Linked DNA regions of Mus musculus: all the other regions are linked to region 1. A link is a contact called in public Hi-C and promoter capture Hi-C data. All regions are on one chromosome and are shown on one strand. The core of a region is the stretch at or near the end of the contact, and the rest is flanking DNA. Distances in the headings are between cores, read along the strand shown. Region 1 holds the start of Fam160a2 (family with sequence similarity 160, member A2). Region 2 holds the start of Knop1 (lysine rich nucleolar protein 1). Region 3 holds the start of Lyrm1 (LYR motif containing 1).

The links. Promoter capture Hi-C pulls out the DNA fragments that hold promoters and counts their contacts. Hi-C and Micro-C count contacts between places; a contact is called where the count stands out from the background.
Region 2: a Hi-C map of B cells shows a contact between it and region 1, with 5 read pairs. The contact joins the promoter of Knop1 here to the promoter of Fam160a2 in region 1. A contact is called at or near these places in 1 of 39 promoter capture datasets (cranial neural crest) and 1 of 484 Hi-C or Micro-C datasets (B cells).
Region 3: a contact with region 1 is called in a promoter capture Hi-C map of pre-B cells. The contact joins the promoter of Lyrm1 here to the promoter of Fam160a2 in region 1. A contact is called at or near these places in 3 of 39 promoter capture datasets (cranial neural crest, pre-B cells and second pharyngeal arch cranial neural crest).

The regions. Positions count from the first base shown.
Region 1 is chr7:105,398,748-105,401,497 of GRCm38.p6, forward strand. It overlaps Fam160a2 (family with sequence similarity 160, member A2), which reads right to left and starts at 1,307. Exons shown (of 12, transcript NM_199009.3): 1 at 1,137-1,307. It also overlaps a transcript of Cnga4 not described here.
Region 2 is chr7:118,854,583-118,857,498 of GRCm38.p6, forward strand. Knop1 (lysine rich nucleolar protein 1) reads right to left here and starts at 1,416. Exons shown (of 5, transcript NM_023197.3): 1 at 1,041-1,416. The coding sequence starts at 1,194. Iqck (IQ motif containing K) reads left to right here and starts at 1,170. Exons shown (of 9, transcript NM_001374605.1): 1 at 1,170-1,379. The coding sequence starts at 1,193.
Region 3 is chr7:119,894,454-119,897,153 of GRCm38.p6, forward strand. It overlaps Lyrm1 (LYR motif containing 1), which reads left to right and starts at 1,408. Exons shown (of 4, transcript NM_001285959.1): 1 at 1,408-1,437. Dcun1d3 (DCN1, defective in cullin neddylation 1, domain containing 3 (S. cerevisiae)) reads right to left here and starts at 1,292. Exons shown (of 3, transcript NM_001163703.1): 1 at 1,105-1,292.

The DNA of each region.
Region 1 (2,750 bases), core at 57-2,556:
GATGGACTTATAAAATACAAATAAAATGAACTTAATTATAGGATACAGAGGGAAATATGAGCTGTAAAATAGAGAAAACTTTTCAGGTGGTCTAAGTGTTTGGCATCTTGATTTCACAAATATGCACATATGTCAAAACATGTACACTTAAAGTATAAGCATTTACTGTACAAAAATTTGCTTCCACAAAGTCATGGGTTTTTTGTTCCTGCTTTTCAAACTCCTAAGAAGAGCAAACCTAAACACAGTGCTGCATATAACAAGCCATGTGACTTCCATGAAAGCAACTGCTCGTCCAATACAGATGACAGCAACAGGGAAGGAGGAATGTAGTAAGGGTGCCCAGAAGCAGGCAGAGAGAAAATATGGGTAGTTCTCTCTCTCCACCTCTCAAAACACAAAAACAAACTTCCTGATGGCCTCATTTTAAAGTCTGCCTTACAAAAGCAGAACCTGAGGAAACTGTGGTTCCATTATTACTCTGTAGATGACTAAACCTCAAACATTTTCCTTATCACAGTTACTGTTGCTTATGATGCTGTTTTGTGTGTGGTGTTTGGGGTTTGTTATTGTGGTTCTGGGGTTTTTTTTTTTTTCCTCCTCTCTCACTCTCTAACATATCTATGGGCACAGGGCGGCCAAGTGCACAACACTTGCGCCTGTACTTTACTTGATCGTAAACTATTGCTCTCCCTGGACAGGGCATCCAAGGAGGCCCCACAACCAACCTCAGCTCTCATGCAAGTCTCATAACCCTCAAGCCCCTTTCCTCCTCTGCCCTGCTTTCAACTGCTACACCAAGGCACAGCCATCCCCCGCTGGTTCCCGCCTTGGCCTTTAACGCTCCCCATCCCCGCACAGGCCTTACCCCCTCAACTCTTGTCCCAGGACGTCCCTCACCTTTCCAAGCTCAGCGAACCCACACCCTTTGCAAACGGTGGTTATGAGTTCCTTCAACTGGGCCCTTCGGAGCTGGGCCCAGGATCCCCTCCAGCGGGCTTCTTCCTGGTGCACAGCACCTAGGCTGTCCCCTGCCCCCCTACCTCAGATGTTCGCAGCCCCTCACCACCTGCCAACCCTTCACCCTGTCCCTTCAATTCCAAACCCGGTGCCGTCATCCCGAATCCCCTCGGCACCTTGCGCCTCTGCGCGCGCCGCGGCCCACGCGTCTCTTTCACTTGCACCACGCCGCCCTGCCCGGGCCTGTCGGCGGCCGGGCTAGGTGAGTTCAGGCCGCCGCCATCGCTCCTCAGGCGAACCAGCCGCGCCCCGCCCCGCGCCACACGCAGCCCGCGCCCCCGCGCACCTCACGCAACCGCCCAGTGACGCACGGCTGGGCAGCGGCGTGCCAGCTCATTGGTCCGGCCAGGCCCCAGCCAGAGCGTCGACGCCCGTTTCCTGGCAACGGCCGAGCGCAGGGGCGGGGTCTCCGTCCGCATTCCAAGAAAGGAGCGGCTCCACACTCTCAGGCCCCGCCCCCTCGACCCGCAGACTCCGCCCTTCTGAGGATTCTGGCGTTTTATAGGGGACGACTGAGAAGAGGCGGGGACAGAGGAGAGAAATTCGAACCGGAGGGCAGAAGGCTGCTCTAAGGGAGGGACAAGCTTCTGAGGCTAGGAAAGAGTAGGCTTTGGAAGGCACTGGGAGAGATAGAGGGCGAGGACGAGGGGGCGGGAACACAGGCCCTGGGCGGTGCTTATAGCGTCAAGTGGGCAGGGCTTTTCCTAAAGGATAGGCCAAGGGCCAGTCTGTGGGCAGGGCTGTAGAAAGCTCTCCTAGACCAGGCTGTTTGCTACCAAGCTAGTTTGTTTCCACCAGACTTATGCACGCCGGTTGGATTCTACCTTCCTACCCGTGAAGACCGCCTCTTCCTAGCTCTCCCGAAGCTTCCGTGACCTCGTAGAACGTGGAATAAGTTCCTACATGACAGCCTGGATTCCTGATCCGTTAGAACCTGTCTCAGTCTTAGGGCTGCGAAAGGAAAAGCGTCTAGAAGCAGCACTTAGCATGATCCCTGTTCATAGAGGATGAAAGAGCTGAGAGATGGCTTCAGGGAGAAATGCTGGCTGAAACAAGAGTGAGAAACACTAAGAGAATTAGCAGTTTCCGATAAAATCTGTAGTTGATTCTATCAGTGTTACCTGATTGTGATCATTCTGTGATTACATAATATGATGGATGACAGGGGGGCATGGGTAAGGAGTTTACAGCTTTGTGTGTTGTTTTTGTGACTTTTCTGTGATTCTAAAACTGGTTCAAATTAAAAGTATCCATAAAGAAGAAAGAAATAAAAATTTCACCCTAAAGAATTAGCTATCCCAAGGCAAGGCAGAATGGTCAAGACCCGGAGAACACCTGGAGCTGGGAGCATGCAAAGCAAAGATCAGATGAGAATGAAAACGGAATATATAATACTGCGGGACTAGTTGACCGTGTTAGTTTATATTATAGTCTTGGAATTTTATACATAGTCAGGTGGACAGGGCACCTTTGCAAATGGTCATTCAAAAGCAAAGCCCAAAATAGGATCAAAAGGATGTAGAAAAGGGAGTTTGTGGACACTGGGAAGGGTTTGAGACTTGGGTAAAGGGAAGGGAAAGGATTAAATATTGACATCCTGTATAAATTAAAAACCATCAAAGGGAACCAGAGAGATACCATCCTGGTTAAAGCACTGGCTGAGCAAACGTGACAGCCAGAGTTCAAATTCCCCAGAATCTACATAAATACCGGGTGGGTGTTGTGATCCA
Region 2 (2,916 bases), core at 166-2,665, about 13 Mb after region 1:
ATAAACCAAAAAAAAAAAAAAAAGAAAGAAAGAAAGAAAGAAAGAAGATGCCCCCACAGACATGTATAATCTTATACACCAATATTATGGTGGCATTTTTCTCAACTCCATAATATTGAACATGGTTTTCCAGTTTGACCAATAGGATGGTAGAGTCAACCCTTGAGGCAGAAGTGGAGGGTGACTGGGCAGCTGGATGAAACAGCTGCCTTGATATAACTCACTCAGCATGTGTACTGTAGGGCTGAGGCAAGGAAGTCACTCTCGCCAACAGAGACGACATAAACAGGACTTCAGGGATGATAATTAACAAGAAAACATAACTGGGCCTCAAGACATACTGACTTTTAGAGGACATAGGAAGGGGACTCACAAAGGAGAGAAAGATACAAGTCCCGACAGGCCAGTATCAAGTAAGACCATGATGATTCTACAGGATTAGGGCCAGTGATCACGAAAAATAACCCGGACAAAAAGGTCCCAGGCGTCAGCTTAACCCACTTCTTTGTTTTGCCACTCAGCCAACAGCAACATACTCTTTTCCATCCCTTTAACTGTACTTCACTCGCGAGAAGTGGAACCGAACCTACACTGCATCACCTGCAAACACAAGCTTTCTTCAAAAGCGCCTTGTTTTTGAGACAAAGTTTGACTACGTCGCTAGGGCTGATCTGCATCCCGCGTGCCGGGGTTATAGACGTGGGCCACTATGCCCAGTGTGAAGGCACTCTTAAATTCCCGCGGCAGCAGTGGATAGGGTTAGTGTGACCAATAAGCCTCACAGGCCTCGGAGACTGTAACTCACTAGGTCTCAAAGTCAACAAGGTGCAAAACACGGACTCGAGCCAGAGGAGCGTGTGCTGCCCTCACCAACCGCAGGCTGCTTGCTAGCCAGGATCATCCCCATGCCTACTCCAAGGCGGGACGGCTTGGAGAGAAACCGAGGGCTGCAGGCGAGTTGGGGGTGACTTATCTTTGTTTTCCTCTCCCCCAGCGTGCAGCACCTTCCTCGGGGCCCCGCACAAACCACCCGCACTCACCTGGTTCGCTAGCAGGCCAAGCGTCCCCGCGTGAGCAGCCGCGCAGCCGCGATCCGGAAGTCAGCTTCGACTTTCTGGCCCGCCCCCTCGAAATCCTTCTCCTTCCGGGTCGCGGCCTCCCGGTGCCCTGGGTTGCTGTAGAAACCGCGTCCATGGCGGCGCCGAGACTTGTATCCAGCCGCAGCGTGCTGCGTGAGGAGGCGAGCGGCTCCGCGGATTCGCCGATCACTACGCGCACGCCGGTGCCCGCAGTGTCGCCCGGGTCTCCCGAAGTGCTCGTGTCACCCCCGCAGGTCGTCGAGCCGCCGGGGAAGAGCCTATGGGATCAGATCTGCGAGGGTAGGCGCCCCGCCGCTGGTCGGGCCGGGCGGGACGCGGGCGGGACCCGCCGGGACGCGCGTTCCAAGCCTCTGTGCGCCAGGCGGGTGACGCGCGCGGGCGGAGGAGCCGAGCCTTAGGCCCACACGCGGAGAAAGAGGTTGGCGTATGTCTTGGATTCCGGTGCGACCTCAGGCAACAGGCTCGCAGAAGGAAACCCGGTCAGAGAGTTGCGTAGTGTGAAGCTTCAGGGTAGAGACCCGGACCGCCCGCAGATCGCCCGAGGAAGCAGGGAATGAATGAACTCTGTAGACAGGCTCCGGTGATACTCAGGAAGTATTTTGGTGTGGACAAATAGATTTTGATCTCCACTTGCCCCAAAGCCTTTCTGAAGCCCCACAAGCAGGCTAGATCACTTGTTCCTTTGTAGCCCACGAACCTTGGTCATGGGGTCTTGTAATAGTCGTACAGCGGGCATAACAATGGTACCTATGTCGTGGTGTTAGGAGGTAGAACCACGTAGTCACAGATCCTAGGTTACAGGAAGAGTGTTAGTTTTCCTTCATTCCAAAGCCTCCAGATCTCAAAGGCAAGAGACACAGATTCATTCATAATAAGTCCGCTGTCTATCCCTTCTCCCTTTTCTCTCGCCTTTTTGGACTACAGACTGGCTTCCAGCTGAGTATCCTCCTGCCTCAGCCTTCCAGCTACTGAAAGATTTTCATTCTTGTGGCATTGGCTGTCCAATACAACACTAATAGAACGTTCAATAATCTGTGCTGTTAAATGGGTTTGGGGTGTAATTTGGGACTGGCAGACTAGAAGAACCAAATTTCTTATTTTACTTAATTTTGATAAATTTAAATAGCAATATTTATGGAATAGTTCCAGGTCAGTAAATGTTTCGTGAATGGAAACAGTGAATTTGTCAGTGTATAGAGGGAAAAATGGTGACTTGGAAGAAGTGGTGAGTTCAGAGGAAGAAGAGAAGAGTCAGTCAGTCCTCCCAGACCACAGGGCTTGCATTACTCCTTCCCTGTAACCTTTGCTTTAGAGAAAAGGTTTCACCCTGATGTTCTTGTAAGTTCTACCCTTAGGGTCCTTACCCGAGGAACTATCTGCAGCAATATTCAGGTGTCTATATACTTACTGTCTTTCACCCAGAGGATTCACTTTTCCAAGCCAATAGATCTTCATAGTACAGTTTATTGTATAGTTTGATACTTTTCTTATTGCTGTGAAAAATATCTGACAAAAGCAACTCAGAGACTTATTTGGGCTCACAGTTTGAGGATATGGTACATCATCCCAGTGGGGGCTCCTGGCAGCCGGTCCCGTTTGCATCCACAACTAAGAAACAGAGATGGATTCTGGGGCTCAACTCACTTCCTTCCTTTTATTCAGTCCAGGACCACTAGCCCACAGCAGTGTTGCTGCCCCGTCAAATTGGTAATATCACAAGTAGTACTGGGGAAGGTGCTCTTTGAGGGGGATAATTCCTACCTCACAGGGCTGTAGTGGGAACCAAGTGAGATAATGAGAAGATGCTCTGGACTTT
Region 3 (2,700 bases), core at 158-2,657, about 14 Mb after region 1:
AAATCAAGCTGATTGTAAGACATACAAATCGAGACAGGCATAAAAGAGCTATTGTCCAACTGTAGAAACAAAAACAGTAATATAGGGTTTTCTGTTCTCTGAAGTGCATCATGAAGTGTGGGTGGAGAGAAACACAGAAATCCAGAATTAGCCTAACATCAAATCATTTTTGGAAAGAGTTGACAACATGTAAATTCCTCACATATAAAGTATTTAGAGCGAGAGACCTTGATTCCTGGGCTATGAAGCCACTTATGATGCCTTGGAAGAGCTCTGGAATTCTAGTATTCATAAAAGAAAATGTTCATTATAATCGGGAGCCAGGCGGCGTTGTGAGGTACTCCCCAATGTGACACAGACCATAACTGAAGTACTACAAAGCTTGCAGTTAGGAGCTGGGATAGAGGCTGAACACCAAATTCAAAAGAGGTAGCTGAGGTACTAAGTGCCACAAAGGGGAGAGGGTGTCCACGACTGCCACTTAACCACAGAGAATTAAAGTATGAAACAGAGGTGTGTATGAGGGGAGATAAGAGATGGGGATGGAAAAAACAATACATTTGTCATCCCGTCCCACTTCCTAAACAGGATATAGGCAAACCCTCCAGCCCCATTACCTCAGGCACAGATGGTTATCGTTTATAGCAAAGGTGCACTGAAAGGCCTTCAGGTCTGAGCCCCTTAATTCCAGAGCTGTTAACGATTACAGAAAAGGATGGGGGTGGGGAGAAAAATCAGGGAGGGAGCTGCAGATTCACCCACCACCTCCCCCTTGGGCTCCTACCTCACGGCTCTTACCCTGGACTTTCAGCTCAGAGTCTGCAGACCCTCCCCGGGGATCTACAGCCCCAGGTCCCCAGGCCCGGGATTGAGGGGTGCTGGCGATGGACAGGCAGGGACAGTAGGTAAGTTTTCGGAGCCTTGCGCTTGACAAGCCACAGGCTCCCCTCACAGCCTCTTCTTCCAGAGGGACCAGTCCAGACAAGGCGCTGATATGCACTCCTCCCTTTCCACCACCACCCCCTTTCTCGAAGGAACCGAACCCCCGCCCCTTCATCTCTCAACGCTCCCCCCTTTTCCTCAACTCCCCCCCTCCAAACTCACAGCTGCTCCAGAGGTTCCTCCAGTCAAACCCTTTCTGGAAACGACGGCGGCCCGGCGGGTCCAAACTACCTACCATCCCCGCTTGCGTTTCCAGGCTCCCTACCCCCGCCGCCGCCGCCTTTTCTGCCACCGCGGCCGCCGCCTCCTCCTCATCTGCAGCCCACCGGCGGCGGCCGCCCCGAAGCCCCGCCCCCTCCATTGCCTCCTGCATCATCACTTCCGGTAACCCCGCCGGCCGCTGGCTCGAGGAGGGAGAGAATGGGAGAGGGGCGGGGACAGGAACGAGGAGGGTGACGTCACGACGTACGCGAGGACGTCCGAAGCCGTCTCCAAGTAAGGGCAAGGCGGGGAGCGGCGGAGGGTGGGCTAGGAGCTGGGCCAGGCCATTTTCTGACTAGAAATGGGGCAAGGGGATAACGAAAGGGTGAAAGGGAAGGCTGGAGGAGAGGGAGGTTAGCTCAGTTGTTGAGTGCGGCGGGGAGTCGGCTAAATCTGGAAGTTTCAGGAGGTTTGAGACGACCTCTAACCTGGGCCTCATGCTAACACAGCGGTCCGCCCGGTGGTTTGGCCCGGCCTGGCCTACTGGACCTGCTGGATACAGCCCGGTGTGGCCAAGGCTCGGCAGAGCTCCTGGCACCGCCTCTTCCCAGCCGGCTCCTGTGGGTGGGGAAAAGCAGGAGTGACGCTGAGTGAGTGTAAGGATGGAGACGCCGGCTCCAGTCGCGGGGGACTGGGGAAAGGGGTTGGCTTCCCAGGGCCAGGGATGAGATGCCGGTGTGGGGTTGCTAGGAGACGCGCCTGTATGACCCCAGCCTCGCGAGGGCGACTGGTGTCATCGCTGCTGGCCTCGGGAGACCTGCCTAAGGGAACTGGCACGTGGGAGAGATCCTGCCTGGGACCCTTCAGACTTTTCGATTATAAATGGAAGGCGACGGGGCAGTTGTAGGAGGCTGGAGAGGTGCTGGCCTTGAGAAAGGCCACCCAAACGATCCCGGATGTAGGAATCAGACTTCAGGTGATGATGAAGGCTAGTTTCATTACTAAGATGAGCAAATGACAAAATGAAGGAAGTCTTGTTTCTGAACTTTTCATTAATAAGTAAATGAATGCAGAGAATAGCAGCTGCCCCAGAAGCTGAATGGTGTGGTGAGAAGGCCTCTTCCAGGTTTAAGAGGAAAAGAGAATGGGAGAAGGAACTGCCTTGTGGGTAACATTTTAAACAAAAGGCAGACGAGAAAGAAGTCTTGGAGTTGCAGAAATAGCAAGGTTTTGGCCTTTGTATTACTTCCCTGAAGTGTAATGAATGACCAAACCTTAATTTACATTTAAAAAAATTGCTGCTGGATAAAAGAAGGTAGTTAAAGGGCTGTTGCTAAGGCCATGAGAGATGACAGTGGTGGAAACATGGAAATTAAGAGAATTGATTCATAATGTATTTGGGAGCTTGAGCATTCCAGACTGAATGCTGAACTGGATACGAAATGTATGGGAGAATGTGAAACCAAAGATGTTTCTCTAGAGAAAACAGTTTGGGAAGGAATCTCCTATGCTCTCTGGAACGTATGTCCAGAGTCATTTTACAGCCCATGAAGATGT